Regions from separate parts of the Sus scrofa genome. Here region 1 is linked to region 2. The links are chromatin contacts, called in public Hi-C maps. All regions are on one chromosome and are shown on one strand. Each heading gives the region's core, a stretch centred on a gene start, on an enhancer-like site or on the middle of the called end of the contact. The rest is flanking DNA. Distances are from core to core; before and after follow the strand shown. Region 1 overlaps COBL (protein cordon-bleu). Region 2 overlaps GRB10 (growth factor receptor bound protein 10).

Region 1 (6,500 bases), core at 1,084-3,583, 380 kb before region 2:
TCTCTGTCTGGGTCCTCCAGCCAGAAAACCAGGGATCCGTTTACCATGCTCTGAGGTGCACATCCTGTGCCTGCCCACTTTGAGGGCAAAGCAGCAGAAGGACAGAGAGGGGAAAAGCAGTGGGGTTTACCCCACCCTCTTGGAACCACAGCTCCTCTCTCTTACAGCATCTGGGTCCTTTGGGCCCCAGCCAGCACCTCTGCCTCCACGGGGCTGCTTGGGGTGGGAGCTGAGCATTCAGGAGTATTCCTCACTCTCTCTGAGCACTGGGGAACCCGCTCTTGCTCCTGGAGCAGGCCTAAGAGAGTTTCTCCTGGCCATACTCTATCCCTGCCTTTGCCCTCTGCAGACTTCCAGCTGCATCGAGTCCAGGACTGGAAAAAAGCAAACCAAGCACTTGTTTGGTGGCACTGATAATTCCAGGCTTTATCCCCAATTCACCGGTTACTGTTTATTTCTCCGAGTTCCCAGGTCACTGCTCTGTGCCTCTGGCCAGGCTCTATCACTGCACTGAGTCCCAGGGACAGGACGTAGTGCGCTTATTCCCTCAGAGCCACTGGCTTTTTCCTCTAACATCCATGTGCCTGGTACATCCAGACAGCAGAATATTATTCGACAGCAAAAGGAAGTGAGCTACGAGGCCAAGAAAGACATGAAGAACCTTAAAAGCATTACTAAGTGAAAGACGTTCATCTGAAAAGACCACACACTGGGACTCTTTTTTGGTCTTTTTGCCATTTTTCTTGGGCCACTCCAGTGGCATATGGACGTTCCCAGGCCAGGGGTCCAATCAGAGCTGTAGCTGCCAGCCTATGCCAGAGCCACAGCAATTCGGGATCTGAGCCGTGTCTGCAAACTACACCACAGCCCACGGCAACGCCGGGTCCTTAACCCACTGAGCGAGGCCAGGGATTGAACCCACAACCTCATGGTTCCTAGTCGGATTCGTTAACCACTGAGCCACCACGGGAACTCCTGGGACTCTTAATATATGACTTTCTAGAAAAGACAAAACTACAGAGACAGTAAAAAGACGAGTGGCTGCCTGGTTAAGGAGTTAGGGAGAAGAGGAAGGATGACATGGGGGACTAAGTGTCATCTAATTGGTGTCACTGCTCCGTAAAACACTGTCACAGTGGATGCATCCTTGTATATTTGTCTAAACCCCTACAATCTGTAACCCCAACAGTGGAGTCTCATGCAGGCCAGCGTTTCAGGGTGATAATGATGCTAATGCAGGTTGATCAGTTCCGACAAAGGTACCACTGTGCTGCAGGTGGTGCTGGTGGCAGAGGCTGTGGTGGGGAGGACAGGGGCTTCTTTGAGAAACTGCTGTGCTTCTGCTGATTTTTGCTGTAAATCTAAAACTGCGCCAGGAGTTTCTGCTGTGGCTCAACAGGATCAGCAGTGTCTCTGCAGTGCCAGGACACAGGTTCAATCCCTGGCTGGGCACAGTGAGTTAAAAGGATCCAGAGTTACCGCAGATGTGGCGTTAGGTGGCCACTGTGGCTCAGATCTGATCCCTGGCTGAAGCATTCCACATGCCACAGGGTGGCCAAAAACAAACAAACAAAAAAAACCCAAAAAACAAAAAGCTGCTCTAAAAAATAGTCTTATTTTACTTATTTATTTATTTGTCTTTTTGCCTTTTCTAGGGCCACACCCGTGGCATGTGGAGGTTCCCAGGCTAGGGGTCTAATCAGAGCTGCAGCCACAGCCCTACGCCAGAGCCACAGCAATGCAGGATACGAGCCGCCTCTGTGACCTACACCACAGCTCACGGCAATGCCAGATTCTTAACCCACTGAGCAAGGCCAGGGATCGAACCCGCAACCTCATGGTGCCTAGTCGGATTCGTTAACCTCTGTGCCACGACGTGAATTCCTAAAGCCTTATGTTAAAAAGACGTGTCAAAGCATCTCATATGAAACTAATAATTGTGGGGCTTAGTAAATACAGTTGAAAATTTCAGGCAGTTTATTCGAAAACATAAAACTGTCAAAGAAAAAATAGCGCACCTCTGGAAATAGAGTCCTTTCATGCATGTGGTTTGTAGTGAGAGCGTGGCTGCCCGCTAGCGTCCTCTGCATGTTTTCTGGATCCTTATTAGAATGACCTGCGTCTTGGTAGATCATTTTAGAAAACGTTGAAACTTCACGATTTAGCTTAGTATTTAAAATGCATGCAATGCCTTTCCTGGAAATTTGCAGTGTGGCCTCTCAGTAAATCACCGAGGTTTTCAAAAACCAAGTCCTGTGATCATTAGGCTCTCGGTGCTGAGCTGGTGGCAGGGTGGGGCCTGCTGGTAACAGGAGAATGACGACAGCTGTAGGGTTGCTCGCAGGCTCGGGAGAGGCGATGTGCGCGTGTGCGGCAGCCAGGCCTGGCAGAGGGGGCCCAGTGGTCTCCAGGTTGAAATCCGCAAGGAAAACACGTCCCCTGCGGGGGGGCCCCCATCCCGGGTCTACAGCTGGTAGCTGCTGTTTTATTTTGTTGTGTCTGCCGGCGTTTTGCTTTTGGAGGAGCGCCCGGCAGAGGCTGCTCTGCGCTCCTGGCTCTGGAGCCGGAATCACGATCCGTCTAAATATAGTGCCCTTGTCTCCGGTGCGGCCGAAGGAGGGGATCGGTGGCCATAAATGGGAGCGCCCTCCCTGGGGCTGGTGCTCAATTCAGCTCATCTCGGGATCAGGTTCGCCCTGTTTGCTGCGCGTGTGCGTGGGAGTTTCTGTGAATGTGCGGCTTCTAAATTTATGTATCACTTGATACGAGTACTGACATCCTGGGGTTGCGGCGCTGGCACCCAGGTTGGCCACTATGGTTTTGGTCCGGAGATAGGATTGTCCTTTCGGCGTCCCCAGGGGCCGCACTTCTTGTCTCCTTGGCTGCCTGTAGGCACAGAGAGATAGGTAAAGACACAAAACGGATCCGTTCTGGGGTGTGGACCAACCACCCTCTCTCCCCTCACGAGGTCCCCACAGGCAGCTCTGGGATGTTCAAAAAGCTTGCAGAGAAGGGAGGTGGGCGCCCACCCCGCTCCTTCCCGACGCCTTGGGTCAGCTCGGTGCCCAGTGTGTGCGCAGGATGCCACGGTAGTGGGTTCTCGTAGCAGCCTGGAAGGGGGGCCCTGTTGTCACCTGCATTTGACAGCATGGGAAGCGCAGTGGAGCGAGAGCGAGGCGTCCTCGCTGTGTCCAGCTGTCCATCCACCGGGCCACCGACTGTCTGTCCATCTGTTATTTGTTATCAGTTGTACACACGTAGGTCACTGAGGCAAATCAAGATCACAATTTTTTCTTAATTAAGGATGACATATGTGGGAGTAAAAGATTACATATAGAGTAAAAATAAATGACACTATCTGAAAGAAAAAATTTTAAATAGCTTTTTTAATCATTATATTTCTAAAATAAAAAAAGTGACTATGACTGTAATTGGGGAAAAACTAACAAGTTATTTCAAATACGGTTTCTCGGATTCTTTGTGAAGTTGTCTGTCTTACACATCTGAAAAATTAAAGATAGCCTCTCCTTCTGGAGTTGGGTTCTCGATTGGGTAGGTGGGAATGGGGCAGGAAGGAGGAAAGGGGTCAGCCTTCGGAAGAGGGAGCAGGAGGGGCTGGAGAAAGAGCAGCAGGGACGGAAAACCAGGGACCAAGAGGCCCACTGCGGGGGAGGGGATGGGGTAGGCACTCTCAGATAGGAGGGGTGCTGGCTCTCCTGCTGGCTGAAGCAGCCCACAGGAAACAGCGCCCCCACCCTCCTGTGGTTCAGGGGTCCTCTCTGCAGCCTCCCGCATCTACCCCAGAGGACGCTTCCCAGGAAAAAGAAGGAAGCTCAGGGCCAATGAAGATTAAATAAGATGATGAGGGCGGCTTTGCTAACACGGGGAACCCCCAAACCCTCCCAGGGCAGGTCGGAAAAGAAAGGGGGGAACTGGCGGCTCCAGAATGTCATCAGGCTCCCCAGACACTCTGGCTGGAAAAAAAAAGAAAAAAAAAAAAAGAGAGATTGTTGCCTTTATTTTCCACCGTGAGGTGACAGCTGGAACTTCTAACCCCTGGATAATTTTTTAAATATGCATCATTCTTAACGGCAGTGTCGTTGATCTGCGGCGTTGTGTCACTTCTGCAGCCCAGCACAGGGACCCCGTCACACGCGTGTCCTTTCCCTCTCTCGTATTATCTTCCACCGACCGCACAGCAGGAGCTCCTTGCTTATCCTTCCTAAACGTGAGAGTTGACACCTACCAACCCCAGACTCCCCGTCCACCCCACTCCCTCCTCCTTGGCAACACTAGTCTGTTCTCTAGGTCTTGGATTGTTCTAAACTCACGGGGGGGGGGGGGGCGCAGGGGATGCTTCCAGCTGATGCGGCTGCTGTTGCTGCATCAGTCTCCCCTCCCAGCAGCCCGGGCACCTGTAATTTTGCAAGCTTCCCACATGATCCCAGGGGGCTCCAGCGTCTCCCCGGCCTCTGCCTGCCCATCTGCTCCCAGATGGTGATGGTGGAGACACCGATTTGCAGGCACGACTCCTTGTCTTTGCTGGGGCTTCACTCCCCAGCCCTCCCTCCCCCCGTATCTGCTCTGGGGACAGGGGAGGCAATGGGCTGGGAACCCCAGGGGCCAACACTGAGGCACAGTTCAGCCCTGTTGGCCGTGGCCTCATCAGATCCATCTGGAAGTGCGGGTTCCCCACCAATCTACAGGTTCTTATTGTGAGAAGGGGATTCTGAACCTCGTCCCTGAGAACTGCTTCAGCTTCATGCAGCGTGACTGCAGAGAGACATACAGAGGGGCTCGAGGAGATTTACACCTCAAAGATGGACACAAATGCGACTGGTTCTTGCATCTCCCTGGTGTCCGGCCGGGCCTTTCCTGCAGTGGGGGAGGCCTGCGGGCGTACTGGAGCTTGTCACCGTGGATTTGATTGTTGAATTAGGCAAGGTAATGGTTTTCAAACAGGTCATGTTAGCTTGTCTCTCCGGTGAAGCTTTTAATTCATTTTAGGATCTTGACTTTAAATGCTGTATTATTCCATTCACTATAAATACTCCGTTAATGTAGCTGCCCAATTGCTCAGGAGGCAAGAGCTGCCTTTGGGGCAGGGTGATAATTTCCCTTCTACAACGCAAGCAAGTGTCAGAAGGTAAGTCAGCCTCAGTTACCTGGTTACCTGCTCTCTAGCATGGTTTTCTCAGGACTGTCCCTGTAGACATGGGCTTGTTTCTTGGTAAAGGGGGAGATTTTTAAATTGTGGTGCCTGCTGTATTGCTCCCAACACCTTTTTCTTTTTGCTCTTTAAGGCTAAACCCACATCATATGGTGATTCCCAGGCTAGGGGTCCTATCGGAGCTTCAGCTGCCAGCCTATGCCACAGCCACAGCAATTTGGGATCTGAGCTGTATCTGCAACCTACACCACAGCTCACAGCAACGCTGGATGTTTAACCCACTGAGCAAGGCCAGGGATTGAACCTGCCTCCTTTTTAGTTGGCTCTCTGCCTCCTAAGTAAACTTCATCCATCCATTCATTCATTCATTCATCCAGAGCAACCTACTTTGCCTTCCTTAAGCATTTACCTTAGGTTACACAAACGTAATCATATTCTTTCTCTTCCACCCATTGGCTTCTGTACACTTTATCTAAATAACATGATCAGAACAGGCAGGTGCTGCTGGTACAAGCAGTGTGGGGCCAACAGAATCGCCCCTTGGGTGGACGGAACCGTGGAGCCGCCGGCCGGAGGGCAGCCCCCCAGCTCCCAGGACAGTCGTGTGTGGCAGAGGGGGGTGGAGGAGACTGCAGCTGTCAAGAGAGAAGTCGAAAAAGTGCCGCAGGTCCCCGAGGGCTGTGTGCCCCCAGAGGACTTTGGGACTGTATCTTACCTATTGGAGTTGGCACGCTTTTCTGTAAAGGGCTGGAGAGCAAAAGCTTGGGGTCTTCAGGCTGTGTGTCTCCAGGGGCACCACTCGACTCTGGCTCTGGGGCCGTGTGGCCAAGGCCTTGGCATGTCAGTGAGCGGGTGTGGCTGGGAGCCCATAAAGCTTTATTATGGGATGAATGGTGGACCCTGAAATTTGAATTTCATGCAGCTTCAGATGCCAAGAGATATGACTCTTCTTTTGCTTTTTTCCCTCAACCATTTAAAAATCGGAAAAACACAAAGAAAAATGCAGTCCGCTTGCCGGCTGTCGGACAACCCAGCAGACGGGAATTTGCCACCCCTGCGATAGGCGGTCCTCGGCATCTGCAGCCGAGGAAGCAAGGTCAAGGCACTGCCTGCCCCGTGTTAGGGTTCTCGCTCCTGGATGTCCTCGTTTTAGTCCATCCTCTTCGGGGCTGGATTGAAGCACCGCGGAGGGCAGCCTGCGGTTGGTGAAGTCCATCAGGTCCTGGTACAGCGCTGCCCTGCCATCTGCTTGGCATCTGCTCGGCAGTTGTTGGCTCACGGATGTGGGTCTCAAAATCTGCTCGGCATCAGCCAGGATGCTTTTTTAAAT
Region 2 (6,132 bases), core at 3,440-5,939:
AGCGTCTCCATCCTTTTTTATGGGTGAGTAATAGTCCGTCATGCGTGGGTACCACATTTTCTCCATCCATGTGTCCCCGGCTGGCAAGCTTTGTCAGCACTTGGATTGGAGGGGGTGTGGGGCAGTGTGTCCAGGTCCCTCGGCTCTGTCTCTGCCTGGGAGGGGGGAGAAGTGGGCGGGCAGCAGCTGCGAAGGGGAGCAATGAAGGCGTTGTAGGCCTTCTGAGCGGAGGTGTTTGTGAAATCCAGCTGGACCCCCTCCGTGGCCCTGACTGGAGCTGACTTGACTCTGGCAGGTTTCGGGTGAGGGCAGCTGAGGGACTCTCTCTCACCCACCGCCTCCCTGACTTTCACGGAGGGCGTGTGGGGCGCTGTGTCTCGGTCCTCTGTCTGGCTGGGAATCGCCTTTCCTGTGCTTGTGAGGAGGGAGGGTTCTCTCTGCTTCTGGAAACATCTCCGAGCCTTCTTTCAGATCTGACATCCTAAGCCTTCTGCAGCTGGACGACCCTCTTGCCCAGGGTGGCCAGCTGCGCGTGGGGGTTGGGGGCAGAGTGAACACGGAGCAGGTGGAGCCGTCTCGGCTTCCCGCCCCTCGTCACAGCCCTCCTTCCCGTGTGTGTCCCGCTCTGCCCCCTGGAGCGTCACGCCTGTGTCCTGTGCTCCCGGGGAGGCATTCTTTTCTTCTGTGAGCTTCTGTGGGACCCGAACATGTTGGCCACGCATCTGAGGCAGCCTTATGAGCCCCTGGGAGGATGGTGCCTGGGGCTGGGCGGGGGTCGGTGGTGCAGGAAGGCCTGGCTCCTTGCCAGTCCGTTGCCCGGGACCCTTGAGCACAGAGCTCTGGCTGTGCCTGTCCTCTGCTGGGGGCTGCGGGGGGCAGAGCTCCGCAGGGGATGGAGGGGCACAGGGCGGGAGGGCCCTGCAGAGAGCAGACACTGGTGCCAAGCACAGCCTCTGCTCAGTGGCATTCTCTCACGTGAGTGCTGTTGTTTCTTAGGTTCGGGTGCATTTAAAAACAGGGTGACCAGTGTAAGAAGCCCAAGGATTCGTTTTGTACATGAGTCTGCTGAGGATTCCTGAGTGTGCCAGGCCCCTCCTGTGTGGCAGTCTGTCGAGGCCTCCTACCGTAGCCGATGTCATGGGCAGTACAGCCGTGCTGGGAGGATGGTGGCCCGCGTGCAGGTCGGCCCAGGGGCCCAGGAGCAGGGTCTGCCCGCAGATGGTCCCACAGCTGAAGAGAGCTCAGGAGCGCGGCCCAGCCTGCCTCCCGGTCCTGCTCCAGGCCGCATCCCAGCCCTGCCCGGGTCGCCGGCTAGTGGTGCAAGGGCGGACCTGGGCCACAGGCCTCTTGAGCAGGACTCTCCTCAGCCCCGTCTAATGTCCCTTAGTTTTGCTCTGGGTGATGCTTGTGAACTGCTCTGAGTCAACATGGGACTTTCTTCCCCAATATTTGAATGTAATTTATTGCAGTAAAATTCACCCAACTTGAACTGAATCACTTTAGACTGTGTGGGTAGTGGCGTTTAGTACATGCCCAGCACTGTGCGGGGGGCGGTGGGGGGGATGCACCCCCGGGGGCGCCCCCTGTCCCCCATCCCCGCCTGGTTCTGGAGCATCTCCATCTCCCGAGGGGCCCAGACCTCTTTCCCTCCCTCCCCACAGCCCCGTGGAGGGTCTGTTCTGGGTGTTTGTTGTGTGTGGAATGGTGCATGTATGTTCCGTGTCTGGCCGCTTCAGTAGCATCATTTTATTTTAGGCTCATAGCAAAATGGAGAGGCAGATGCTGGGACACCCCCCCCACATTCCCTCCCTGTGAACACAGCCCCCCCTTGCTATCAGCATCCCACGTCGGGGAGGGGTGCCTTGTTGTCCCTGACAAGCCTCATCACTGTCGTTGTCCCCTGGAGCCCGTGCCCCCCACCACCCTGGGCTGGCTGGCGATGCTCTGTGGTCTCTGGTTTGGACAAATGGATATGATGATGGGGACCCAATCGCATGGTATCGTGGGAGTAATTTCACTGCCCTAAAAAAACAGGATTTTTTTTTTTTTAAACACTCGAGTTCCCTGGTGGCCTAGCAGGCACTGTGGCTCTGGTCACTGCTGTGGTGTGGGTGCCATCCCTGGTCCAGGAACTTCTGCACGCCGGTGGGCACAGCCAAAAAAAAAAAAAAAAAAAGATATAAAAGGCTCGAAACAGCCTCCTAAAGGAGACGCTTTTGTGAACGAGAGCATCAGACAGTCAGGCTCTTGAGCTGAAATTTGGAATGAAATGAACACTCTCCAGCGGGTCACTGGTTAGCGGTAGCTTGGGGGCTGGGAGGTGAGCGAGGTGGGAGCTCCTCCCCTCTCGCTCTGTGTGACACAGACCCTGTGTGTCACCTGGATGCCCTGCCACAAACAAGCTGCTACGGAAGATCGGGCTGTGTTACCAGCATGGCTGAGCTCTCTGGCATGCGGTGGGGTGAGTTAGGAATCCCACCGCAGCGGCTCAGGTTGCTGTGGAGGTGCAGGTTTGATCCCCGGCCCAGTGCCATGGGTTAAGGGACCCGGTGTTGCCGCAGGTCATAGCTGTGGCAGGGGTTCGGTCCCTGGCCTGGGAACTTCCGTATGCCGCAGGTGCGGCCATAAATAAATAAATACTAAAAGGGGGGCCATCTCCCCTATTTCTTCTAGATCCAGAACACTTTCATCCTGCAGATCCAACACCCCATCCCCGTTAAACACTGGCTCCCATTCTCCGTGTCCCCAGCCCCTGGCCCCCCTGCTCTATTTCTGCCTCTCTGAATGTGCCTGTCCTCGGTGCTCGGTTGAAGTGGTGACGGGCTGGGTTCACTTAGCAGTGTCCTCGGAGCTCATCCGCGTGGCAGCTGTGTCAGAATCCCCTTCCTGCTGAGGCTGACAGCCCCCTGCACGTTTGCACCAGCCTCTATCGTGCGTTCCCCGACAGTGGACCGAGGTTGCTCCCCCGTTTGACGGCCGTGAGTGCAGCGGTATGAACGTGGAGGCGCCAGCAGCTCTGACCTGGTCCTGGGCCTAGAGCCGGCGGCAGCTTGTAACGAGGTTGTCTCTCCTGTCACAGGCGCCTGCAGGAGGAGGACCAGCAGTTTAGGACCTCGTCGCTGCCTGCCATCCCCAACCCCTTCCCCGAGCTCTGTGGCCCCGGGAGCCCCCCTGTGCTCTCGCCCGGCTCCTTACCGCCAGGCCAGGCCGCTGCCAAGCAGGTAAGCCCACCTCTGGTTTGAGCGTCAGGCTGCTCGGGCATGGGGCTGAGACGGGTGAGCTGGCTTTTTACTTTGGGAAGAAGGGAGGGAAGTTGTGGGATCTCTGCTTCTCGGTCTTTTCCCGTTGCTGCCAGACTTGTAGCTTCATGAGGCTTTTTAATCCATCGGCCACAACTCCACTTAGGTCGGGGACGTTTTAGAGACAACCTTTGGGATGTGTTAGATGTTTAGATGTTACAGAAGAGTCTCATAAAAATGGTGAATGATAGTGGTAGTAGTAATTTGGTGCTGAAAGATGAATTTCAGTTCCCCGGGGACATGTCTCCACTGTCGTCTTTGTCTGCATACTGAGCCCTTAAATGCTGGGCCTCCTGGGCACCCGGGCTGGACGCTTTGCAACATTCCTGACTCTCAGTATGATCCGCTCCGTATAATCTTGACTGGACCCAGAAGATGCCAGCACCTTTTTAAACCAGCAGTTTCTACCTTAAAGTCAAACTGTGCTGCCTGTTACACAGCCGTCACCCCCGAGGTGGGAAACGGAGGCTGAGTTTCAGTACCGTGTCCAAGGTCAAACCGCCCGCCATCCCCTGTTGGCAGGGTGGGCTGCAGGCTTGGGAGGGAGACCCAGCGATGCTCTGCCAGGGTGTGTGGGGGGTGATAATGGTAACAACGATGATGCCAACAGCATCTGTGGTCTCTACTGCCCGGCGGTCAGTGGTGGAGCTACTGGGGGAACCGGAGTGGGTGATGGAGCTTGGGAGTGATTTGAATGGTGGAGCTGCAGGGGGCGTGGTAGAACTGGGGGTGGGGGCTAGAGCCTGTGTGAGTGGTGGAGCTGCAGGGGGCTGACCCAGTGTGGGTGGTGGAGCTAGTGGTGGGGGGTTTGCTGGTGTGAGCAGTGGAGCTGGGGGGCGGGTGTGGGTGGTGGAGCTGGGGAGGGAGCAGGTGTGGGTGGTGGAGCTGGAGGGGTAGGTATGTGATGGAGCTGGGGGGTGGGGCTGACCCGAGGGTCGGGCACTCTGATTCCAGCCACTAAACCAGGCATGTCCTGGGAACTTGCTGTCCTCTCTGCCCCGTGGACCTCGGCCACTTCCCTGCCTTTTCTGCGAGAGCCGCCCTCTTCTTCTCTGCACTTTTCCGCCCTCGGCGTCCTCAAGGCCAGATGGGCCTTGTCCTTCTTTTGCAAACCCACCCCCTGGGGCCCTGGGGTCTGCCCTGGGGGGAGGGAGGCAGTCCCCAGGGCAGCTCCCCTTCTGCCCTGGCAGCCCCCGCCCCCGTCAGCCCCCAGGAGGTGAGGTGGGGCCTCTGTCTGGAGCCTGGGGCGGTGGCACTTGTCACATGCCTGACGTACATCTGGGAAGGCTGCCTTCCCATTGACCTTCTGTTGCAAGTAAGAGGGTCTAGACACGCTGTCTGTGGCCTGGGCACGGAGCTTGTTTACAGCCTTCCCATCCTAAAATAAGACCACGGAAATAGTATCTGGCTCACTCAGTGGCTGGCAGGAACACAGGCCTCCACCCCCATGGACCGTCCAAGTCTGGAAGCAGGATCAGGAAACCCAGGAATTCTGCCTGCTGTTTTTCTTGGGATCAGAGTTGGTTCCCCACGAGAACGCTGCATGGGTGCCTGTGTTTCTGTCCAGGTTCCTCCAGCCCTCGGGGCCCAGCAGCCAGGAAGGGCGCCCCCGTGCTTTGCAGGCGTGGGGAACCTGGGCTTCTGCGTGGCGCTGAGCTGGCTCGAAGGGCGTTTCTGTCCCGCAGAAGAGGGATACCCTGAAGCATGTGTTCTGGGGGCGGTGATGCCCGGCTGCCCGGAGCTGCTGCTCAGCCTCCGGGGCGGACCGTGACGGGAGCGGGGCCTCCTTTGCTGCTCCCCGAGGGAGGGAGAAAGCTGCCCTTCTTCCTCTTGCTGCAAAGTCAGAGGAAGCAGCTGGGGTTGGCGTCCCCTCCCAGTGCTGAGGTGGCATAAAAAGGGACGCAACTCGCGGGACGCCTGGGGCCACCCAATGCCGCCTCCTTCCCTGGAGGTCCCCTGGGCAGGAGGAAAGTGTTAGCGTCTGGGAGGAGCCGGGAGCCGTGGGACCTCTGTCTGGTCTCTGGTCAGAGGGGCGGGAGGAGCGAGGGGGTCAGGCAGCCCCGCCTTCTCGCCAGCGCCTTCTAGATCCATCTCGGACAGGGCAGGGCCTCCTCCCCCGCGCCCTGGTTCTTGCTCTGCAACCATGGGTGGCTGCTCAGTGAGGCGGGTGTGGGCAGGTGTGGATCGCAGGCCTGCCTGGAAAGCAGCCACTGTGATGCGATGTGACGTGTGACAGTACTGTCCCACTCCCCGGGTAACACTGCGTGGCAGGACAGCCCCGTGGCTGCAGGCAGGACCCGAAGCCCCCCTGGCAGGCCAGCCCCAGACAGCCGAGGCTCGGGTTCACTGCTGCAGCCGGCTCTGCCACAGCTCCAGCCCGACTGCCCTATAGGCCTGCAGGCTGGGCCCTTTGCAGCCTACTGTGTGCCAGGCCCTCTGCCAGACCCTGAAGCGAGCTGGTTGGCTGCAGTGTGGGCCCCGCCCACAAGGACCCTCCTGTGACAGTGACAGCAGCCGCCATCTCTGAGGAAGGCAGAACAGCAACGGGGGGGAGTTGAGGAGGCATCGCCTGCCTGGAAGGACTGGATGTCCCCGGAGCCACCGGCGTTCTCCGCACGAGGCACCAGGCGAAGCCTGGAAGTTCTCCCACGCTGCCCCCACCTGGGGCTGTGTCCACTCTGCGGTCGCATCCTGGCCATGGGCTGTGGGAGAGGCGTCCTGGGCTGGCCCGAGCTGAGGGCATCCTGGCGGTCGGGGTGCCGCGTGGGCTGCACGTCTGCGTTCCTGGGGTGCCTGTGTTAGAGCCCAGCCCTGCTGCCATGGCCTTAGGTTC

The links. A called contact is a pair of places that touch in the nucleus more often than the background predicts.
Region 1: a Hi-C map of skeletal muscle shows a contact between it and region 2, with 2.7 times the contacts expected there. The contact joins two enhancer-like sites. A contact is called at or near these places in 1 of 47 Hi-C or Micro-C datasets (skeletal muscle) and 1 of 2 datasets of contacts at active chromatin or transcription factors (skeletal muscle).

The regions. Positions count from the first base shown.
Region 1 is chr9:137,019,609-137,026,108 of Sscrofa11.1, reverse strand. All of the region lies in intron 1 of COBL (protein cordon-bleu), which reads left to right. Among named protein-coding and RNA genes, the nearest start is that of COBL, 32 kb to the left of the region's middle. Within about 2 kb of position 2,333, at least 9 of the 83 cell types and tissues checked have an H3K27ac peak or open chromatin away from gene starts, as enhancers often do. A contact at or near this core is called in skeletal muscle, where this site is marked.
Region 2 is chr9:136,637,703-136,643,834 of Sscrofa11.1, reverse strand. GRB10 (growth factor receptor bound protein 10) reads left to right here. Exons shown (of 19, transcript NM_001134965.1): 7 at 3,080-3,221. Among named protein-coding and RNA genes, the nearest start is that of DDC, 70 kb to the right of the region's middle. Within about 2 kb of position 4,689, at least 19 of the 83 cell types and tissues checked have an H3K27ac peak or open chromatin away from gene starts, as enhancers often do. A contact at or near this core is called in skeletal muscle, where this site is marked.